Linked DNA regions of Athene noctua: region 1 is linked to region 2. Evidence: chromatin contacts called from public Hi-C data. All regions are on one chromosome and are shown on one strand. The core of a region is the stretch at or near the end of the contact, and the rest is flanking DNA. Distances in the headings are between cores, read along the strand shown. Region 1 holds the start of WDR19 (WD repeat domain 19). Region 2 holds the start of LOC141959612 (toll-like receptor 1).

Region 1 (5,886 bases), core at 1,205-3,704, 140 kb before region 2:
ACAAAATGTTATGACAACCTGATGTCCCAGTGTTTGCACTTAGGAAGGTTTCCTCTGGGCCCTATCTAGCCTGTTCCTGTGGACTGATTGCCTTTTAGCAGCTAGGTTGCACCTTCCAAAGTACACTACTTTTAAAATTTCATCTGAAAGGAATCCAGTTTGTATACTCCAACACCACTCTGTGATGTGAACCAAAGTGTTATAAGCAGGAAAAACAATGAGATTCACTTCAGAAGTACACTCTCAATCTAAAGTAAAAATGCCAGTGACCTAAGCAAAAGCACTAAACCAAAAGGATACCTTTCTTCAGTAAGGTTATGATAACAAATTACTAGAAAGCTGGCAGCAGCAAGAGTGCAGTCGCAATAGCATGATGCAGATATACTGTATACAACCTCATTATGTTCTTTCTTAATATGACAGATCTTTTCCTAACATTTTAATGAAGTAGACTGAGTTTATTGCTAATAAGGAGCGCCTTGGGTAGGAGAACATATTTTTATTGCTATCCTTTATACCTTACTATGAGTTCAGCTTTTACTGTCTCAGATTCCATACATGCTCATGTTTGTCTTTTCCAGGAAGAGACAGTTATCTCTTCCTACAGAGTTCTCACAATGTATGAGCACCTCACCAGAAGAGAAGCATTTTTAAAAGAAAACAACAAAGAAAATAATTTAAACCCATCTTAGTATGTACCTTGGTAAGCTGATTTCATTTCTCTTCTGACCATGACGATCAAAAATTTTCACAGCACGATCACCTCTAAAAAAGATTAACAAATAGAATAATTCCCTTTCTTCTTCAGTGAATTTTATGGACAAATGAAACAAATACTTGTAATCTTACCCTGTTACTGCAAGAAAATTTCCCAAAGTTTTCTGCCAAGCAAATTGCACAGGGGAACCAGACCACGCTTTTTCTAACAGACTGAATACTTGCTGGGAGACAAAAAAAAGTAGGAAATTAGGTATCTTAAAGTCATTAGCATATAACAAAAACCAACTTCCTAACATGTTAGCAACTGTCAGTACTGTGGAGAAAAAAACCCCAACAAACCCTTAAATACAACTTCCGGGTGATTCTAATGGGTCAAAGTACCAAAATTACACATATTTTTGTTTGTGCTGGAAAAACTGAAGTTTCTGGTGCTGGGTGTCTGCATTGAGAACTACTGTGACTCTATCACAACTTCTTTTTTTTTTTTTTTCCCTCTTAGAGTTACTGGAATAAAAAAAAAATGCATGCAACTCTCCCCTTTATGTCCAAAGACTAGAATGTTTAGTTCTCTTGTCATGGAAGTCTGGGACCAGAAAGCATCCTTAATGCATAAAACACAGAGGGCTCAACATCTATGCTTTTAGAGATATGTAACTATTTTGTCCTCTGTGAATTCCTGGGTTTTAAATACCTCAAAGCTACTCAACCGTAAAGATTCCAACCACTGACTAAGAAAGTTTCTCAGAAATTCCTTTTCCTTGCACACTACCTGCACATATTTTTCTGTAACTTGGGGTAAAATAAAGTCCTCAACTTTGTTTCACAGCTATCACTTTTTCCCTGCCACCCCATCACATAAACACCAACATCTGGTGTCCACCAATGCCTGCCAGTCTTACTCAAGTCTTTGCCAAAGGTCCACAATCCTTGTTTTGGGTGAATGTAAACTGAGGCATCTTGAAACTGGATTTGCATTTTACCCACAAAAAGTGTAAAATTATGAGCACCACGTGCCACAAGCACAAAGAACATCTTGACAATTATGTCTTGTTTTGAAAAAGCTTAATAAAATCTGTAATAAATCAACAATGAAGGAAATAATTATGGGAGTGCAGGCCAGCTCCAGCTCTTCATGTTTTCCCTGTTCTTACTTACAGACTAAACCCCCCTACGGGTCTGAGAAGGTAACTTTCCTTTTGGCTCAATCTAAGCGTTGCCCGAGGAGGGTTTCTCGCACCCCTCTCCGCTGCCAGGGCCAGCGTTAAGGCACGGCGACACGGCGGCGGCAGACGCGACATCTGGCGGTAGCGGCTTCGGGAGATGCGACGGCTCAGGCAACTGGCGCGGAAAAAAACAGCCTGGCCGAGGTCGGGGCCTCTCGCAGCGCGCTCCCGGAGGCAGGGGCAGGGCGGGCGGCGGGAACGGCCCCGGCTCCCCGGAGGCAGCCCCGACCGCGGCCTCAACTTCCCGCTCGCTGGAGGAAAGCACCAACGGGCGTTTCCTGCCGCGCCTCCCTCCCTTCCCTAGGCCGCAGGAGGCACCGCCCGCCGCGGCGGGCCGCGCTCGACGCCTCCGACCCAGCCCCAGCCCATGCAGTGCGGAGCGGGAACCGCGGCCCCGCCCGCCCCCCGCCTTCGCGCCCGGGGCCGAGGCTCCCCCAGCGCCCCCCCCCCGCCCGCGCGTACGGCGGCCGAAGGGACCCACCTTCATCGCGCCCACCGCTCGCCGCGCACCGCCCCCTGCGCATGCGCCGGCCAGACCCCGCCCACCCACCGCGTCGCCGTCACCCCGGAGACGGAGAAGGCGGGAGAAGGCCCTCCGTGCTGGGGGCGGGGCCCTGCCCCGCAGCCAATGGGGAGGCGCCCGAAGGCGCCGGGCCTCAACAGGCCCCGCCCCCGGCGGCGCAGGGCGGGCTGGGAACCACCGGGGCACGGCCGGGGCCGCGAGGGGCGGGTAGCGGAAGGAGGGGGCCGGGTGGCCGAGGGCTGCGCGGCCTACAGGGAGACAAAATAGACGGTAAACTACAGAAGAAACGTGCTAACGCAACGACACTGCATTTCAGTTTACCTGTATTCAACTGCAGTCAGTGCAGGATTTACCACAAAGGCTCACTGCTTAGTAATTTCTTTTAAAACAATAAATAGTTCACCGAGAGCATTAACACAAATGTACAAATTACAAATGTACAAAGACTTTGGGTATCAGATGCTTCAAACTTCTTAAAAACATTCAATGAGCTCCCATGTTCCCCTCTTCCATTGCAAGCACACACATATTACCTACTGTTTTGAAAACATAAGGAACAAGGCACAGAAAAGCAAATATGGAGAGACTTTCCAAGAACATTCAGGCTGTTCAAAGCAATTCTGTGTAACAGCATAGGGCTCAAAAAACGCGAATTACAAAGTATCCGAAAAAATTCGATAACTCTTAAATAAGGTAACTAATTTGATACAATTCTGTGAGGCACACACAACTCTTCTGTAAGATGCTGAACATGCTTAAATGGTGGCAGTTAAGCATCTTGCATGATTGGGCCCTTTACACTTTGAAGTAACATTACTGGAATGTCAGACAGTTGTTTAATTTCATTTTAGAAAATTAGACTTTTCAAATTAGTGCAAAGCCACAAGTAAAACTGGTATTAGTCTAGATGTAATGGAATGCTTCAAAAATTGCAAAGTGCAAATATTAAATTGGTTAACTTTTAATCACCCTTTAGAATTCTCCCAACAAATCATGGTTATAGATTTTTTCATTTAAAACAGCAAAGTAAATATAAAAACCAAAGTGGAGAAAAAGGTATGATGTTCTGCATCTCACAAAAACTTTGAAAATCCCAAAAGTACACTGGATGTCAAAAATCTCTGGCAGAAATTATTAAATAGCAGATTTTTGTTAGCATAATAAGACAATATTTAAAATAAGGCTTTGGTTAAATAAAAAGTTTGTTAAACTAGGAATGATGATAAAAGTGCAAAAGATTCACCAAATACATAACTTCATTTCCAAGGCAGGCATTATACCTGCCATTTACAATGGTTTGCATTGGTTTGTCAGTCTGCATTGTAATAGCTCAGATACCTATAGTCAAACATGTTTATTATAGGCAAGTTAAACATATGGGGTCCAATCCTATAACTTGTTTCACCCAGAGATAGACTCAATTATATCAGCAGAAGTATATCCATTCATAGCATCGTTCCTCTGCATATTTGGGGGAATCAAGGCCCCAGATCTGTAACATTTGATTATTATAGTGAGTTCACTAATGAGTTAATTCATTTCTCAGCACTTCCTAAACAGAAGTCCTCTGCTGGCAACTGGCTGGTTGCAGTTGATTTTTTTACAAATAGAATTCTTGTAACATAATGGGTAACAAAGATGATTTTTTAAAAAAGTGCTTAATATTGGTCCGTAGAAACAACATGTACAAGTTAGCTTGAGACCAAACACTTTGCTGTGGTAGATATCTTGCACCTTGTGTTTACTGGTGCACTGGTAGGTTGCTTGAGGAAAAAAGAAATCATCAGAGTCTACAGAGGAGAATGTCACCTTCATTGAGAAAATAATTTACAGTTTTACAGTCACAACACATGCTCCAGCTCTTCCTAAGCACAATGGTGCAACCTGCAAGCAAAAAACAAACAAACAAAAATAATCTGTGAGATAAATGGAGTTAGCTTTGAGTATTTTTTTGCCCAAAAATTGACAGTTAATGCTTGGAATAACAGTTGTACAGCTGCAGCAGAGTGACAATATCACCCACACTGTTAATGTGACTTAAAAAAATAGCAATTGATCCAAAACTTGGATACAAACCCACAGAAAAGGTGAAGATACTTTATATGATAGAGTGAACCACTTTAAAAGCAACAGCAAACTCCAAGATTATGAAACAATTCTCATTGATAATTTCAATTACTTGGTATTACAGGAAAAAGAATCCTTTGTTATGGTACAAACTGAACACCTGAACTAGGTAGTCTGACACCTGAGTAACGGTCAGCAAAACAATGCATTTTCCTCTAACAGAAAATGCCAAACATCACAGGGGACACCTCTCCTTTTTACTTTAATATTTGATAAAGTCCTGTTAAGAGTTCATTAAATTAGAATAATTTACCAGTTGCTATTTTTTTTTGTAAAAATAAATTAATTCTGGCAAGAGCCTTTTCTGCTGAGATCCTGTTGGACTTGAAAAGAGGAAGGTAGTTTCTAACACCCTAGCCTCTCCTTTTAAACTTCATAGTGTTGGAGTGTGTGTGAACAGTACACTAAGTGCTACAGAGATTATTCTGAAGGCAAAAAAGGATGGTTATACCAACTCCCCTATTTCTTTTTTTCCCCAGGAACAACAGACTTATCCTGTGCTATCTCTGGCTCTGACACACTTCAGATGAGAAAATTTCACTACTCTCTTTTGAGTGGTGTGTGGATGAAGCGGTGGCAGACTGCTGACATACCAAGAGAGAAGGAAGGTACACAGACACTTCCACAACCCTCTAGGAAAGGTTCAAAACTGTCCTGTAGACTGGGATCACAGGATTCAGTGGGATATAGAGGGTCAAGGCCAAGGATACAAAGGTACATACAGACAGTCATCACCCAGACTTCACGTGAGATTAATGTAGATGCAATGGTGAGGAGCATTCTTTCCTCTGGCACACTTTTTTTTTTTTTTCCCCCTTTAGCAGGACAAATAATGCCATGGGTTATCATTACCAGTACAGCCACTGAGGGCCCCAAGCTCTGATAAGCCTCCTAGATGACTTGTGTTTTAAGATCTGGCAGCAGTATGAAGTGGGGGAATACGGACAGCTCAGTTTTCCATGTTAAAGATTCTGATAAAGAGCAGTTCAGTTCTCTTTCTGAATTAGTAATTTGGGGCTATTACTGGGATAGCATATTCAGGAGGTCAGAATTCAGCTGCCTAAATACTTGTGTCTAATGCTATTCTAGATGACCTTGGCCATTCATCCTGGCCTGCAACTGGACTCCAGAAGGGCCTTGGTCTCCCACAGATTCTGTGCTCTATCTCCAGCCCTCTGTGGATGTAGATGGTTTAGGGTATCTCAAATGGCAGTAGATACCAAAGGACAGCCTGCTCAGGATATCCTTGTGTGTGCTCTTCCCACATAGGCAAAAACATTCCTGGAGCTATAA
Region 2 (5,790 bases), core at 2,481-4,980:
TGGCCTGTCCATGTTCATCTTGTGAAGACTCATGCAAGATTTCAGCTTCCACGAGGTGTGGTACTGACTCATGAGGCAATACCTCATTGCTGGGCATTTCCATTACTTCAGATTTTTCTTCAGATGGGATGCCGTCACAAACATCTTCAGACATTTTCAATTCTGAATATTGAAAATAAATTAGGTCTTTTAGGTTCCATAAACATTTGAATGACTATAAAATATGCAGTGTTTACCATAAGCTATTGCTGAAAAACAACACAGCTTTGATGTAAGGCCTCCTGAAGCATGGAGCCATGTGGCACATGCATCATGCCAGCACTGGTATCACGATGGTACTCTCGATACTATATTCACCTTGCATGATCTCACTCAAGTACAAAGAGCAGCATTACTGTCTTCCAAAATACACTTTGGTGAAGGAGAAAGGATGTTCATTTGTCTGAAGAAGTCAAATACAAGCTTCCACATGGTTAATTCCTACATTCCCTATCAGATGTGTATGAAAGGCCACTGGAGAACAGGATAATCTGAGCTGGAACAGTCAAGCAGCTCTTGCTCTCCTTCTTATTTCCAGATACACAGGTTCCTATAGCCTGCTGACTGATGGAGAAGAGGATGACAAACACAGTGTGACTAAAACTGGTGATATTTATGTGTTGGAGAAGGTGCATAATTTGAGAACATGACAGGCATTTCACAGACAGGAAGCATTCATTGTTCACACCATTTCTGCATCCCTTGTCTCAAAGGCTTACTCTTTGGGGGGGTGCAATGTTTCTCACATGCTCCTAAAATTCCATCTGTGTGATTAAACTTCAGTTTTGAAGTCAAGGTAAGCTTCCATAAGATACAGTTATTGATTTTCTTTTTGGTACATTACGAATCAGTTTTCTGTTATTTACTCATCTTCCAATGTAACTTTCTTTTTCTAAGTATTTTCCACTGCTGTGCAGTCATCAGGCTAAAGATCCAGATAGGAAAATAAATGGCCATTGAGCGCGCTCTGCAGCTGATTAAGGAGCAGCACTGGCAGAGTCCAAAAGGATTACGGTACAGTGATTACTACCACTTACTTGTTGGCAACAACAGTATGCATGGCACTCTGCTCAGAAGGCAACCCTTGACAGAGTTGTCATTACAAGCTCTTGACTATATGCTGAGTTGCGTGGCATAAAATAAACTCACAGAGTTCTCTCCATAGATGTCGTCTTTTCATTGACTCCCATATTAATTAAATATGGTTTAAAGCTTTGTACCTGTTAAGAAGGACTGAGGTTCTAAGAGACTGAAGAACAGAGAAAGAAAAGGCAAAAAGGAAAATGGAACAGTGATTTAGGAGAGAACTGCCTGAGAAGCATGTATTTAAATTAGTGTATTTTATTAAAGTCTTATTTTATTAAAGACTCATGTACATCTGTGGCTTTAGTAGCTTGTTTATCTACCTTGAATGTAGATCAGCTGTTTGAACAATTCCAAGAATAGCATTTGGAATCAGTGAACAAGAAACATAAATAAATAAGCACTTGGTACCACTTATATTACACTTTAGCTTACACTATAACAATTATCTTTAGAAAACATGCATTTACAAGTCAGAATCTTTGCATTTGACACAAGTATTTAGAGTTTTCCATTAGAAATACAGCAAATATTAGAAATGCTTTAGTGTAAGTAAATATCCACATTAACAATATTCACTGTGATGGGCAGCATCACCTAAAGAAAATTTTTTGTATTTGTAAACCAAACTCCACTGCCACATATGAGGATCCTCTAGAAAACCTGCAAAATCTGTACACACATGCATCGCAATTTTGCACGGGGATTAGATCTGCATGAGAAAATGCCCAACACCAGTACAATTGTTAAAGGATCACACATAACACGTGCACATGAATTTTTGCGGGGCTGGGTCATCTTTGGGAGCCGCTCGGGCCAAGGTCCCTGCAGCTGTCAGCTCAACCTTCCTCACAGGGGCAAAGCACATAACCGCGAATCACCCCAGGCCGGAGGCCACGGGCCGGGCCTGACGCGGGGCTGAGGCGTCCTTCGAGCCGTCAGGCGTGAGACTGGCCGGATCGCATCAGCCCCGACACCTCCGCCCGAAGGGGGTTCCTCTCCACAGAGCGCTCAGGAGGGAGATGCGGAGGCCGGCTCCGGGCCGGGCGGCAGGCGGGCACCCCGCCCGCGGGCACCAGCCGCCCTCACCCGGGCGGCGGGACCGGCCGCCCTTCAAGGGGCCGGGCTCGGTGGCACCTGCCGACCCGCCGCCTCAGGAGGGGGGTCCGTCCCGCCTCAGAAGCAAAGCCCCGCCGCCAACGGGCGCCTGCAGGCGCGGACCAACGCCTCCGCGAGGAGGAACTGTTCTTGGGCGGCGGCACCGCGCTCCCCTCTCGCTCGACGCCTGCTGTCACTTCTCTCCCCGCGGGACGCTGCGGGCACGGCGAGCGGAGGCGATGCCCGCTCGGGCGCCCCGCGCTGCCCCCGCCAGCTCGCCCCTGCGCCGCTGCCGCCGGCCCCCGCGCCCAGGGCAGAGCCGCAGCGCCGCTCCCTCAAACCCGCAGCGGCCACAGCTTCCCCCCCACACCCCCCCCTTTTTTGTTTGTTTGTTCTTTTCCGTTTCGAAATCCCCTCTGGGGTAGAGTTATTAGTGCGGAGCCTGCAGCCAGTTTCAAAAGTGCAGAAAAAGAAGAAATCGCTGTGCCCCTTACCGCTCAGCAGTCCCCTTACCGACGCGCCCCCGGCTCCTTCCCCTTCCCCGCCCCGCCACGTCGGCAGCAGCGGGGGGAGGAGGCAGAGCGGGCCGGGCAGCCGCGGGCCGGCCGGGCCGCAGGGCGGCGGGAGGGCTGGCTCCGCTCCCCTCGCTCTCCCTCCGTCTCCCTGAGGCGGCCGCCTGTTGCGAAGGGGCTGCCCCACGCTGCTGCCGAGCCGCCCCCGGGCTCCAGGCTGCGGGCCGGGGCGGCGGCGCTGACCCGCCGCGGAGAGCCGCCCCGGCCGCCATTATCGCCCCCCGCGGCCCCCAGCTGTCCGCGGACCCCGCTCGGCGGAGCGAGCGGCTGGCGGACACCGGGGTCTGGCGGCGGGAGCGGCGGGCCCCGCCGGCCAAGGCAGAGCGGGGCGGGTGGAGCAGGGCCCGCCCCAGGGGCGGCCGGCCCCCGCCGCGTCCTGCCTGAGGAGGCAGAAGGGGTAAATCCGGCAACGCTGATGCGATAACGTTCTTACTGAGGCATTTTAAGTATAAATGTCTAGTCGCTGAGCCTAGGCACTGAGCTGGCGTCAAATTTCATTTTTTTCGTGTAGAAAGTTTAATCCTTCCTCAGCGAGCTGCGGCTAACCACCTACTGAAGCGTGGGGCTGCGGAATTAACTAAGTAGCTTTTCAGATGCCATTTTGCACCTTCGCTCTATCTGTGTTTACAGGAAATGCCGCTTAAAGAAACTAGGAGGTGTGTACACGCATTTCTTGTAAGTTAGTGTCAGCACTGGGCTCCCGCAACCACACGAGAAATACTTGGTTTAACAAGTGGATTGCAGGCTCTTGCCCAACAACCTGTGGTTTTTGTCTAATTCCTCATATCCTTTCCTCTTTTTGCTGCTTCATTTTAAGGCGAAGCATGGCCTTTAACTGTGATAAAAGGCACTTGCCCAGTTCATCGTAGAATCCTATCGCTAGCCTTCCTTTGCCGAAGAAAGAAATACTGTTGCCACAGGAAGCAAAATAAATCAGGTTGTGAATTACTGAGGAGAGCTGCTATGGGAAGTCACAAAATAAAGCCCTGGTTCTCGGAAGTGTGCTTCACAAATACAGATCATGTTATGTGACTTACACGCTTATCAGGCAAAGGTCTCCCATTAAGGTAGGTGGTAGCAGAACAAATGTTTGTATCATTAAAAAGTTTATTTTGAAGGCATTTAAATGAGAATTTACATATCAGGGCATGCTGGTAGTTCTAGCATCTTTTAGATTAATTTATTAATGTTTAGATGTATTCATTGAAAATGAAATCTAGAGTGGCCCTAAGGATTTCTCTCTGCTTTTCAGTGGAGCTTGTGGAAGAGTAAGGGTGGTGTCTTAGGAGGAATCACGATAGATGAATATCAATAGCTGGAGATTGGGTTACCCCATGATGGGTGGTAATTTTGACTGTAGAGTGGATCTTACACTGTCAGTTTTGCAGATTCTGTACAAGGCCATGTGGGTTTTAGAACTGCAAGACAGTATTAATAACAACTGTTATTACTTCAGAATAAAATTAACATAAGTGCGTAAATGTCTATTGGGATAGAATGATGTATTCGTTTCCCAGGTTTCTAAATTACTTTCTTGAATTTAACATTTGCATTTTCTATTTTTTTTTCACTTTTCAGTAATTAATTTCACTTGTATTTTCTCACTAGTAATATTGCAAATGGGTTTGGAATGAATGAGCAACAGAGATTGAACACTTCTTCTCATCTCAGATTTCACTGGCTTGTGATTACTCTGAGTGTTGTCATCTTCTAATGGGTTTCAGAAAATATACTTGCCTTTCAATAAATAGATAAAGAAAAGATGGAAGGAAACAACTACATTTGGCTACTTTTAACAAAACACAGAAGTATGCATAACATTTAAGGAATATACTCATCCTCTTCCAGTGATTGCACTGGTAAACCTGAGTGGTAAATATGAGGGCTAATGGCATGCAATTAATGGTAATGGTAAATTTGCTGTTTAACATATGCTTTTTCTTTCTTTATAGTATGTGGGAAGAACTGGAGACCTCAGACTATGCCAGTGACCTGCTCATACTGTTGCTTAATTAACTCGTGAATAAGCGTCTCTGATTTACGGCAGTTATTAGATGTTAACCAAACATACGTCTGGTTCTGTATTCATCAGAGTAATAGGTGGGTTATATTCAAGCAGTGAAACTGTTATATTCCAAAACAGGAGTGAATGTTTGGTGGAAGCAATACTTACCATAGTATTTTACCTCATGCTATGGATGGATAGCAAAAACTTTCCAGTGAAGGGCAGTGGTGAGGTTTGTATGTAACAACATTATAAGGTGTCATTTGGAAACCAGCTGTGAATACTCTTGTCTGTATTGCCAGAAATGGAGAAAGAATCATAGAATCATAGAGAATCGTAGCACCACAAGGCTCATTGACATAACAGCAGACAATATAAATTGTCCATGTTCTGTCACTTACTACTACTACCTGTCCTATCTTTCCCTTCCTTTTTTGGATGACCTCTGTTCACTTGAAGCTGAGAAAGGAAATATTATGTACTGAATAAATTAAAAGTAAAAAAGTAATTTTTAGGATAATTTCCTCTGCTTCCTGAATCATTGAAATGTTAAATCATGAATATGTTATGGTATGCTAACCCAGAAAGGTAGGTTGTAATGTGGCAGTTCTGCATTTAGATCTCAAGCTAAGATGGAATTTCTGACTGACGCTGTACAGAAATATAGAGGGACTGGTTTATGTCTTTGCCAGGACAATAACCCAAGTGTTTGGGCATTCAGTACCAAAGTGGAAGTCACTGCTCTGTTTCAATTTAAAAAAAAAAAAAAAAAAGAGAACAAAAAGAAAGACCCCACCCACTATTTCCATGTTCACTGTTTAACCCAGTCACAACACTGCTGGAACAGGAGAGAGAGATTATTTTTCTATTCCCATTAAATAGAAATTAAAATAAGACGAAGAGGACTTTTATAAACCAGCCTTGATCCCAACTTGACAACTAAATTGGTATAGCTAAATGGAAAAAAAAATATCAGAATAATGTGTACAGACT

Evidence for each region. Hi-C and Micro-C count contacts between places; a contact is called where the count stands out from the background.
Region 1: a Hi-C map of heart shows a contact between it and region 2, with 3 times the contacts expected there. The contact joins the promoter of WDR19 here to the promoter of LOC141959612 in region 2. A contact is called at or near these places in 2 of 2 Hi-C or Micro-C datasets (heart and liver).

The regions. Positions count from the first base shown.
Region 1 is chr4:26,178,161-26,184,046 of bAthNoc1.hap1.1, reverse strand. WDR19 (WD repeat domain 19) reads right to left here and starts at 2,454. Exons shown (of 36, transcript XM_074904668.1): 1 at 2,425-2,454; 2 at 850-941; 3 at 700-765. The coding sequence starts at 2,430. KLHL5 (kelch like family member 5) reads right to left here. Exons shown (of 12, transcript XM_074904660.1): 12 at 2,779-4,350. The coding sequence ends at 4,294.
Region 2 is chr4:26,041,055-26,046,844 of bAthNoc1.hap1.1, reverse strand. It overlaps LOC141959612 (toll-like receptor 1), which reads left to right and starts at 3,730. Exons shown (of 3, transcript XM_074903804.1): 1 at 3,730-3,859; 2 at 4,745-4,892. FAM114A1 (family with sequence similarity 114 member A1) reads right to left here and starts at 3,188. Exons shown (of 14, transcript XM_074904654.1): 1 at 2,715-3,188; 2 at 1-162. The coding sequence starts at 154.